Regions from separate parts of the Rattus norvegicus genome. Here region 2 is linked to region 1. The links are chromatin contacts, called in public Hi-C maps. All regions are on one chromosome and are shown on one strand. The core of a region is the stretch at or near the end of the contact, and the rest is flanking DNA. Distances in the headings are between cores, read along the strand shown.

Region 1 (5,385 bases), core at 2,090-4,589:
CGAGGAGGTGACCCAAGTGTGGCAGCCAACGGAAGGAAAGTGCTTCTAGTCAGGTGGGTTGAGAGTTTAGAGATAATTGTGCAGGGGACTTTAGGAAGCCATCCGAGTCCTTCCCAGGGAGCAGGTGTGAGGCTGCAACAGCCTAGAAAAACTCAGGCCAGTGGGTTATGAAACTGTACTCCTCTGCTATAACAGTGTGGCTGTAGGAAGAAGCATCAGGAGCCATGTGTGCCTGTGGACAGCTTCTGTTTTAACTCACTAACTATGGAACTGTAATTAGAAGCATGTCCTAGGTCTACAGAGAGGAGCTAGTATACGTACAGTAACCCAGCCGCAATTTCCTGATCCAGAACAAATTCAATCTGGAGAATATGGAGGAAGGGAAATGTGAGTTGTTCACTCCAGTACGGAAGAGATCTTAGACAAGGAAGACTCCAGAGAAGGGAGACAGGAGGCTTTACAGGGAGAATTCTCGGATTTCCTAAGAGACTGCAATCATCTGACCGAGAAATGTGCCCTTGGGTTTGTGGCCCTCCTTTTTCTTTGCTCTGACACCCTTCTCCTGCAGCATTTGCAGGGCAATCCAAGCCAAGCCTGCTATTTATAGAGCGAGAGCAATTTTACCACAGGGCGTGGGGTTTAATTTAAAAAGACGTCAAGGAGCGAGGGGCAGATGGCTGAGCAGGCAGCGCCTCTCACTGACCTTGACAGGGCCTACTGCAACAGCTTCAGTTCTAGGGACCCTGAAGTGCGCTCTGGAGATGACCCCTGAGGTCAGGCTCTTTGAGAAAGAAAGGATAAATTGATATGCCAAATACCCGTTTGTTTGTTTGTTTGTTTTTAATTTCTAATTGATCTATGCTCAGCTTGGGAAATGACACTGGCTGTCAGTTTAGGGGATCTTCTCTGAAAAGCTCTTCAGCCAGCCAGACTCTGCTACGTGTCTTAGATATGAAAGATTCCAACCTAAAGGAGAAGGAGAGAGGGAAGAAAGCCTGAGCACATTCCTCAGATTTCAGCCCTCAGAGAATAAATGAGCAATCTCTGCTTATTCTGCTCTCCCTCCCTGTAAGAGTCGGGCAAACCACCTTTTAGAGCCTTTCTTTATCTGGTTACTCTGTTGGTTTCCCGGGGACATCATAATAAGACAACAAATGCTGTTTGGCTATCCAGAAGGGCCATGTTTCCTCTGATCGTACTGGGAATCCTTCCATGCCTCTACACAGCTTCTAGTATAGTGGTTCTCAACCCTGTGAGTATGACCCCTCTGGTGGTTGTTTTTTCAATATACCCTGCATACTGAATATTTACATTACAATTCATGGCAGTGACAAAATTATAGTTATGAATTAGCAAAGAAATTGTGTTGTGGCTGTGGTATTAAGAAGGCCGAGAACCACTATTCTGGTGGTTTGCCCATGATCCTGGATGCTCTGTGAATTGTGGCTGCAAACTTCAGCCTCTGCTTTTTTTTTTTTTTTTTTTTTTTTTTTTTTTTTTTTAATCACACTGTTATCTCTCAGTTTCTCTGTGGCTCTGGCTGGTCTAGAGCTTTTAGAGTTCCACCTGCCTCTGTCCCCAGAGTGTTGGGGTTAAAGGTGTACCCCACTACACCCAGCTTCTTTTCTTACAAGGATTGTCACCTACCCCACAGTACTGTGATCTTATCTCACGGAATGGCATCTCAAGAATCCAGCTTCCAAATAGGACTGAATTCTCGGTTATTGGGAGTGAGGACTTCAACTGTGGGGGGATTGGTTCCAAATTCACTTGGCTCGTTCCCCTGGCTGTAAGGAAAAGTTCAAATATTTTGATAGCCAAGCTTTACCTCACAGCATGAAAACTCCTACAATCAGACCCAGTAGAATTAGCCCATGTTAATAGTTCCCCAGCTGAAGGGGCTGGGGATTTAGCTCAGTGGTAGAGCGCTTGCCTAGCAAGCACAAGGCCCTGGGTTCGGTCCCCAGCTCTGAAAAAAAAAAAAAAAGTTCCCCAGCTGTACTGGTCAGTTTTGATTCTCCCATGGGATGGCCACGTGGTTGATCAAACATTTCTCTAGGTATTTCTATGGGGGTGATTTTGGATGAGTTCAACATTTAAATGGATAAACTAAACTCAGCAAGTTACTTGTTAAAGGCCTGAGTAGAAGAAAGGATACCCTTCTGCCCTAAGAAAGAAGAAATTATCTTTTGTATCCGCCTTTGAGTGGGATGCAAGATTTTCTCTTGACTTTAGACCTGAACTGAAACAGTGGCTTTTCCTGTGTTAGGAACTTGGTGGCCTTTGGATCAGAACCAGAGCAAGAGGCTCTCAGGGCCCTCCATCTGGCTTAGGACTTGTCTGTCCCTTGTCTCATGATTCCTATAATGAATCTTTTTATCTCTCTGTACTCTATAATCCTCCATATCTTATTTACAATTCTCTCTCTCTGAGTGTGTGTGTGTGTGTGTGTGTGTGTGTGTGTGTGTGTGTGTGTGTGTGTGTTTCTTATAGGCACTGTACATTGTTCCGATATACGAACAAATTCTGAAGCTACTGATATAAATCACAGATCAGTGAGTAATGCTGTCTGGGAGGAGGCTTCTCAAAGACTCTGTGGACATTTGAGGAGGGGACAGAACAAACGAGACAGCTGAACGACGGGGAAAGAGCCTGAGCAAGCGGAACAGGAAGGGAGGGAGGGCAGAAGAGCAGCGTCTTTGGAGAAGACGCAAGGATGGGCAAACAGGCTAAGCCTGGATGCAGCCCTGCTGCAGGTGCCGTGGTTAGGCAACGCAGAGAGCTGTTATTGAAAGGTTTTCCCGAAGCAGTAATGTGTCATTTCTGTGCTTCAGAAAGACGAATCTGAAAGATGTGGAGAAAAGACTACGTGAGAGGACTGATGAGGCCATGCGTGTGAGAACCTTCTGGGGACTAGATGTTTGTGTCTGCCGTTAAAGCCCAAGCCCCTACAGTGTGACAACATTAGAAAAGAGGCTATTTGGAAGATAATTGGGTTTAGATGGAGTCAAGAGTCTGGAGACTTCGTGGTGGGAGTGATTGCCCTTAGAAGAAGAGAGAAGGACAGCAGAGCTTCCTGTCTCCTTCATGGGGGGCAGGTAAGAAAGCAGCTGTCTGTAAGTCAGGGGTGCTCGGGCACAGCTAAGCAAGAGGAGTGGAGAACCTGAGCCAGAGGAAACAGATTGGTGTGTGTGTGTGTGTGTGTGTGTGTGTGTGTGTGTGTGTGTGTGTGTGACTTGGAACTGAGGAGGAGGTGCTGTGTATGACTTCAAAGTCCTTAACTTAGGTGACTGAGAAGATGGTGGTGTTTAAGATTGGGAACACAGGAGGAGAGACATATTTTGTGGAGGATGTAATGAGTTCGGTGTATTTAAATCTGAGGTACCACAGGACGTTTGTTCAGATGTATCCAGAGAGCTGATAAAAATAGGTTTCTGGCCTTCAAGAAAGTGGTGATGCTCTTTATAGAAGAAGGTTCAGGAATAATAGAATGTAGATGGTGACATCACTCATGGTTAGAACGATCTAGGAAGAATATGAAGGGACTGAAAGCAGGAACTTGGGATATGCAACTGGTTAAAGGGCCTGAGGCAGGGGGGAAGTTATCTGAGAGTCTACGAAGAACAGACAGAAGAAAAGCATGTGACAATGACTGGGGGACATCTTCACACATTTACAGTAGGAGGGATTTAACATGAATTACTAAGCAATGACAAGAGTGTACCTATATCCCACAACTGAGGGAGAATGGGCCAGGAGTGACAGACTTGAAATTCAGAACTCATTGCAAAATGGGTAAGTAGGAAACCATGCCCTTCTAATTATGGTCAAAGGGGAAGGACTTCCATTTTTCCAAATAATAAATATACTTAAAATATAGGCATGATGGCTATTGAATGTTTCAAAGATGCCCCCAGGAAAGGTGGAGTAGACAATAGCCTCAGGTATCCCCAGAATAAATAATTATTTCATATTTATATTTTATAAATCATGATTTTATATATATATATACATATATATATATATAGTGTTGGCTTTTAAACAATAACGAATATATTGTGGAACAGAAAGATGTTACCATAAAATGTAAAGACTAAAAGAATTCAAGATAGAAGCAGTTTCAGGTACACAGGGACCTAGCACTAGAGGCACTGTGTTGGGACAGACAGTAGCTGGAGAACTGTACACTCCTAATAAGGTAAATCCATGAGCAAACTAGCCTGTTAATGTACACTCTAGCCTAGGAACATATAACACCATGACCAAAGTAATCCAGTGTGTGTGTGTGTGTGTGTGTGTGTGTGTGTGTGTATGAAAAAGTAAATATTAAGAGAAAATTTGTCATTTGCCAGGATTTAGTAAACCTCTTTAAAATCTGGTATCTATATCTTTTGATGGAAACAGAATATTCAGTTACATCATAAAGCACCTTTTGTCCTACCAGACTATGAGGCAATAGAAACATCTTTCCTTTGACTTTATGAGGACTCAAATGAGTGGTCCTCTTGTTCTCTATCAGCCCAACTCAGTGACTCCTTGGTCAGAGGCAAACTAGCACACTTTGTCTAAAATATAGCAATAGCCCAATTCCTGAGACATGGTGATTGGAAGTAGGCCCCTAACATTTCAAAATCATAATAACTATGGCTCTTGATAAAGCATTGCTTTAAGAGAGTCTGCAGCATGCACACAGCCCACTAGATGGGAACCTTCTGGTTGGTTTCCCAACTGTGTTAGACCAGATGATCTCTAAGGTTCTCGCTGTCTCTGAAGGTCTAAATGGCTGCTGTGCCTCACCTCCTATGACAGGTGGCTCATCGCACTGATGACCCCTAAGCACACCCCTTCCTGGAACATACCTCACATGTCCCTTTCTGGTCTCGAACTGTGAATGTGATGGGTGGACAGCTTCTGCGTTTTTGACAGTCCTGGGGAGGTACGGAAGATGTCTGCTTTCTATGTGAAGATTGTTTGGAGGAGTCAAGCATGAAGCTATCATCAGAGACGGGTGGGAAGAGGCCCAGTCAGGCCAACCTTCAGCTGAGCTTGACCCATAGCTGTCGAGTGATGCTGCAGTAAATAATAATAAAAAAAAAAGTTTCTTTTATCCCATGCTAGCCTCCACTGCAGGGCCACATGACATCTGCAGGCTATTTTTATCTCAGTCAACAAAGTGTCTCACCCACTAAGCTCCATTCCACCTCACACTGCCGATGGCCACTCTCTGAGCCCAGCAGCAATTTCTCCACCCATCTAGTTCCCGAGGCAGGTTGCCACCACGACAGACATACACATCCCAATTCCGTGGTAGGCCCGGTACATCCTACCACCATATACTTTCTTGAACACAATTAAGCCTCACAATAACCTCTGATCCAATTGATA
Region 2 (5,385 bases), core at 1,940-4,439, 57 kb after region 1:
GTGCCTTTTCCTACCCCTCCCTAGCAAAATGAAGGATCATGGGAAGGGTCACAATTAAACACAACCTAGATGGGGGAGCGGTATTTGTGTTCAGAAAGCAATGTGTTTATATAGATACCAAATACAGAGGTGAACCAGGCCATTTCAACTCTGGCCATTCAAGACTTGCAAAAAAGACTAACCCAAACAAACTATCTTATTTAAGACATATTTCCTAACCAGTCTCATTTATAACTGAAAATCAGCTCTGGCTCAAATATCTTTTTTTTAAATTGATTGAATAACATTGGGAAGGAAAGAGCTGAGACACGCTCCTTGAAAAAATATGGTTAGAAACTCTGTCCTGCTACCTCCTGAGTGCCTGGAAAATGAGAATCTCTGTGTCTTCCAGATGACAGCCACCTTGTTGTGGATCCAAAATAGCTCTCTCAGCCAGAGAGCTGTCTGTCAGTAAGAGTTCTGATGGGTACATATTTGGCATTCAGAAAGAAGGCAAGAAATGGTCTTATGAAAGAAGATTAGCTAGAACTGCCCTCCCTGAAGAGCAAGGGGTAACTGGAAAACAGTGCCTCTCCTAGACCCCACCAAGAGATCAACAGGCATTTCTGGAAATGAGAGATAGTTTTGATAGAGAACAAAGTCAGAAAACGGGATGGTAAGTCCCTACTCCCACCATTAGCTTCCCTAGGCCTTCGAGAGGCCATGATTAGACATAAAATGTACCACACTGGAAGCTTCCCATTCGTTCAAAGAAGCAAATCCATTTACATGCATAGGTTTTGTCTCCCTCTAGTGGCAGGGTGGAGGCCTTTGAAGACGGAGAGAATGTGATTGTATAATGCTTTAGAAATCAGGCTGGGTTTCTATTGGATCTGGCTTTGTACAAAAATGTAGGCTATTCTTTGGGTGTCCTCACATTCTTGGGAAAAAAAAACTCTTCTAATACTCCCTGGGAGGTAGTGCAGTGTGTCCTAACTGTATTCAAGGGGCGGGGTAGAAGGCAGTCTTTCTCCTCTGTAGCCCTATTAAAGATGAAACAACATGGCATTCCCAAGCAATTTTACTGACCAGAAACTCACTCCAGGAGCTAAGAGAGAAGAAAAAGGAAACCCAACTACAGCTAGTATAGAAAACGTGGGGACACAGAAGAGAGATGCCAGTATATCAAGGACCGGAAGGATGAATGGAAGAAATTAGGAGATACATTTTGGAATGTTTGCCTCTGTGTTCCACGCACTTTCATCTTTTTCTTTAGTTATATGAAAGGATTTCTACTACCGCAATCCAGATTACTCATGGGAGGTAGATAAAAAAGTAAAAAAAAAAATAGAAACAGTAAATGACAATTACCTAAAATTATTTTTATATGTATATATGAGAGAGACATGTTTGGGGATTGTTGTGTGTGGGATCTGCAGAAAGCCAAAGATGGTGTCACAGCTTCTGGAGTTGGAGTTACAGAGAGGTGTGACTCCCTGGATATGGGCGCCGGGAAACAAATTTGGGTCCTCTGGAAGAGTTGAGAGTGCTCTTAACCACTGAATTATCTCTCCTGGCCAGTTTACAGGTTATATTTCCAAATGGAGGGACCATATTACATAATACCATAACTTCTTGTAAATAATAATGGAAACAAATCATAAGATGTAGCTGTCTAATCTGTAGGTTAGTGATCGATAACAGAAATGCATCTGTGTGAAATATGGAGAGTACGTATCTTTTCTTTCTCTATAGTTGGGCATCAGTGACTTCCACTGGATTACTTCGCTTGGAAATCTCCAAGGCAACCAAGCATTCACAAGTTTCCACAGAGAATAGGTTCGTTTTCTGGCTCCTTTTTACCTTATACTAGACACATAAGTCAGAAGCCCCAAAGTAATCCCCAACTCTCTATCAGGTCCCTCGATCTCATCTTACACATCTCCCAGAAATAGATGTTTTACTGTACCCTTTACCACTACCCCAATTTGTTATTTCTTTTCTAAAGAACATATCCTCTCCACAGCCCCCATTTGTGAAATACATCCACCACACTGCACTGCTTCAAATATTCTTGAGGTGCCTACTCTGTGCTCTGGAAATACTGTGGTGAATACCAGACAAGGATCCATTGAAATCAAAGATAGCTGTTAGGTACTACATGAACAGTTAAAATCAGATGGTGAAAGTGAGGACTACTGTAGACTAAGTTTTTAAATTTAAAAAAAAATCACCTGGAATTTCAACAAGGGATATGAAAAACTCTATTTGTTTTTGCCTTCCTGAGAGTGGAACGCAGCACCTTCTACGTGGTACAAAGGCTGTACCACTGAGCCCAGCCCAGCCCAGCCCAGCCCAGCCCAGCCCAGCCCAGCCCAGCCCAGCCCAGCCCAGCCCAGCCCAGCCCAGCCCAGCCCAGCCCAGCCCAGCCCAGCCCAGCCCAGCCCAGGATTAGTGCTGAAGTCAAACACCAAAAGAAACCCATTGAGCTGAGGTCATTTTTCTATCAAAGCTTTCTAACAACAACAACAACAAAAAAAAATGTTTCAGATGCTGCCTAAGAAAAATGGTAAGTAAAAAGCACATAAAAGTTTAATTTTTTTTTTTCGGTCATGAAAACGATTTATTTTTTTAAACTTTTTTTCTGTATGTTTCTCTCCCTAAAATACCAAGTCTATAAAATATAACAGCCATAAAGTCTTGCTTTCTAGTATGTCAATGTTGCCTAATTATTGAACTAGGTTGTTCATAGCAGGCATACAAATAAGTATCGGTTGAAATAATGCACAAATTTGTGTACGAAGTGTGCGAGCAAGACAGAGAAAATAAGTGCGTTTGAGAGTCCAGGAAGCCTTTGTGGTGATGTCAGGATCATTTGTTTCAACTCATGGGCTTAAGCTGAATTTAAAACCCTTGGTGAGGCTTCCTAGCCTTGGCTCTCCCTCAAAGAGCTGTCAAGCACAAACACGCCCAAGCTCTACTGCCACAGAGCTCTCCAACTCCCCGCTAGGAGGAGTCACACAGGACCCACAACCCCCACCCACTCACCCACCCACAGTTCTCTGGTTCCGCCCCTCCCCGTCAGATTTCCGTCAGCTTTTGAGTTGGGTTGCCGGGAATAGTAGTCTTCCGGTCCAGGCCTACAAGGGTTGTGGCGCATTGCCAGAACTACGCTTCCCAGAGAGCCTCGCGGCGGAGGGAAGGTGGGTCACCTGACCCGGTCTTCGGCAATGCAATGGCGGCACCCGTGCTGCGTTCGGGTTTCCCTGGAAGACGCTGGGCTTTAGCGTGGATAGACGACTGTTCCCGCCTCCGAAGTGGCTCTCAAATTGGGCCCATATCCAACTGGGCTAGGAGACAGAGTTCAGTGGCTCAGCCTTCCCTCCACACGGCTCAGAAGCCGAGGAAAGGGTATATTTTCTTCGTACCTATACCTGTCTCGTGGAAGTGCGGAACGAAGATAATGGCTCCCGCAGCCCAGCCTGAGGGTTTTAGTGAACTGGAGGGTGGTTACCTGTGTAATGTGGGCAACAGAACCTAAATGAAAACACAAAACCAGGCCTGCCATCTCCACCCTCACACTTAAACCTCTGTCCTAAAATAGGCATGTTTGGACAACGTACGAGTGTAAAATAGCGTTTCCTCTAGCGGTCCTACTAACTAGTGTGGTTGTCTGTGACACTAGACTATGGCACGTATATAGCGGGCATTTGGCGTTACTACGAGCTAGCAATAATTTAAAGACAGAAAATAGCCTTTGTACAAAGCCCCGGATAAGAGAGCTTAATGTTTATTGGAGGTCTTATTAGTCAGATCTCTGGTTTTATGATGGGCGTATTTGTCTAGACCTAGGAGGATGTAGTCTACCGACGAAATCTTTCCCTGACTAAAGATTTGCTTATCCTGTACTTCTGTTAGTTGCTTCAGTGTACATGACTTAAAGCTTCTTATAAAATACAAAACATAAGGCAAATTTTTAATGTTTTGTTTCGTTGAGGTTGGCATTCTTCTTAGTATTTCAGTGGAGAGGAAAATGTCCCAAAGCATCTCATTTCTATTCCCTTTATAAACTAGATCATTTTCTTTCCATGCAATGAAACTGCAGAATTACTTTAATTAGTAGTTAGAGCATGCAGAATTTATGAATTTCTTTATTTTCTTCTCACTTGCAAGCTTTATTTCCAAATTTTTTTTAAAAAGGAATTAATTTTTTTCTCATTGAAATGCTTAAAACAAAACTGGATGCACATGAATAAAAATCTGTATAATACAGAAAATTGCTCAGGAGAAGTGAAGAATAGGAACATACATAAGAATAAAGACTTTTAATTCCCCAAAGAGAACTGAGTACTGGCTCACCAGAGTAGGAATAGTCAGATAAGAGACATTAGTATAGCATTTTATAGCATTTACTAAGATTTGCTAGCAGTCAAGTATGAACAAATGAAAGAATTTTAAGTTTAGGTCTCAAGAACTGGATGTAACTTGGAGGATGGAAAATAAATGTTTCCTCTAATGGTTTACTGTTCTTCTGCACAAGTTTTGAGGAATACCATGTCATGGTAGTCTGTGGTATCTGTGTGACCCTGCCTCTCTAGCTACAAGCTGTTAACAATGAACACAAAATATGGATGATAATTTATTCTTTAGACATCATTTCTCTAGAATTAAAATCCTGGCGTTTGTAGTAAACCTAAATAATTATGAGAAGATAAGATTTTATTATTATTTACTGAGACATTTACTTAGTGTTTACTAATAAGGTACACTTAATTTATTCACCAATAAAATGATACATTTTAAAATATAAGCATATGAAATTTTAATTTAAAACACAATTAAGATTATTATTTGAAATATAGGTTTATAAGAACTTATGTACAGTGACAAATGTAGCATTTTTTAACCATTTTCTTTCCCTTTAGTGAACACAAATGGGCAGCTGTAGTAGGATTGGAAATTCATGCGCAGATTTCCTCCAACTCTAAACTCTTCTCTGGAGCTCAAGTATGCTTTGCAGCACCTCCGAATTCTTTGGTTTCTTATTTTGATGCATCTCTGCCTGGAACTTTACCGGTAAGGTATTTTATATCATCTGTTTTCATTAGAAAATGTTTATGTCATAGTGGATATAGATAAGGAACTACTTGCTTAGTGGATTTTGAATGGTTAGGGATTTTGAATGGTTAAACACTATGTATTAATTGTTTATAAAGACACGTCTCTAATTCCGTTTCTAAATCTGAGTGTATTCATAGCATCTACTCACTTATTTCACAAATGCTTTTAAATGCCTATCAAACACCAGATACTGGTAGGAGCTGTCTAATGCTGAGGAGCGAAGATCTTTGCTTTAGGAGGAACTTAAAGATGGGCAGGGCTGATGCCTTACAAACAGGTAGAGTA

What was found. Hi-C and Micro-C count contacts between places; a contact is called where the count stands out from the background.
Region 2: a contact with region 1 is called in a Hi-C map of prefrontal cortex, with 2.3 times the contacts expected there. The contact joins the promoter of Gatb here to the enhancer-like site in region 1. A contact is called at or near these places in 3 of 12 Hi-C or Micro-C datasets (the Rat2 cell line, frontal cortex and prefrontal cortex).

The regions. Positions count from the first base shown.
Region 1 is chr2:173,167,917-173,173,301 of GRCr8, forward strand. It overlaps LOC108350049 (a long non-coding RNA gene), which reads right to left. Exons shown (of 3, transcript XR_001836790.3): 3 at 4,179-5,070. Among named protein-coding and RNA genes, the nearest start is that of Gatb, 58 kb to the right of the region's middle. Within about 2 kb of position 3,340, at least 17 of the 93 cell types and tissues checked have an H3K27ac peak or open chromatin away from gene starts, as enhancers often do. A contact at or near this core is called in prefrontal cortex, where this site is marked.
Region 2 is chr2:173,225,379-173,230,763 of GRCr8, forward strand. It overlaps Gatb (glutamyl-tRNA amidotransferase subunit B), which reads left to right and starts at 3,190. Exons shown (of 13, transcript NM_001399231.1): 1 at 3,190-3,390; 2 at 4,905-5,055. The coding sequence starts at 3,215.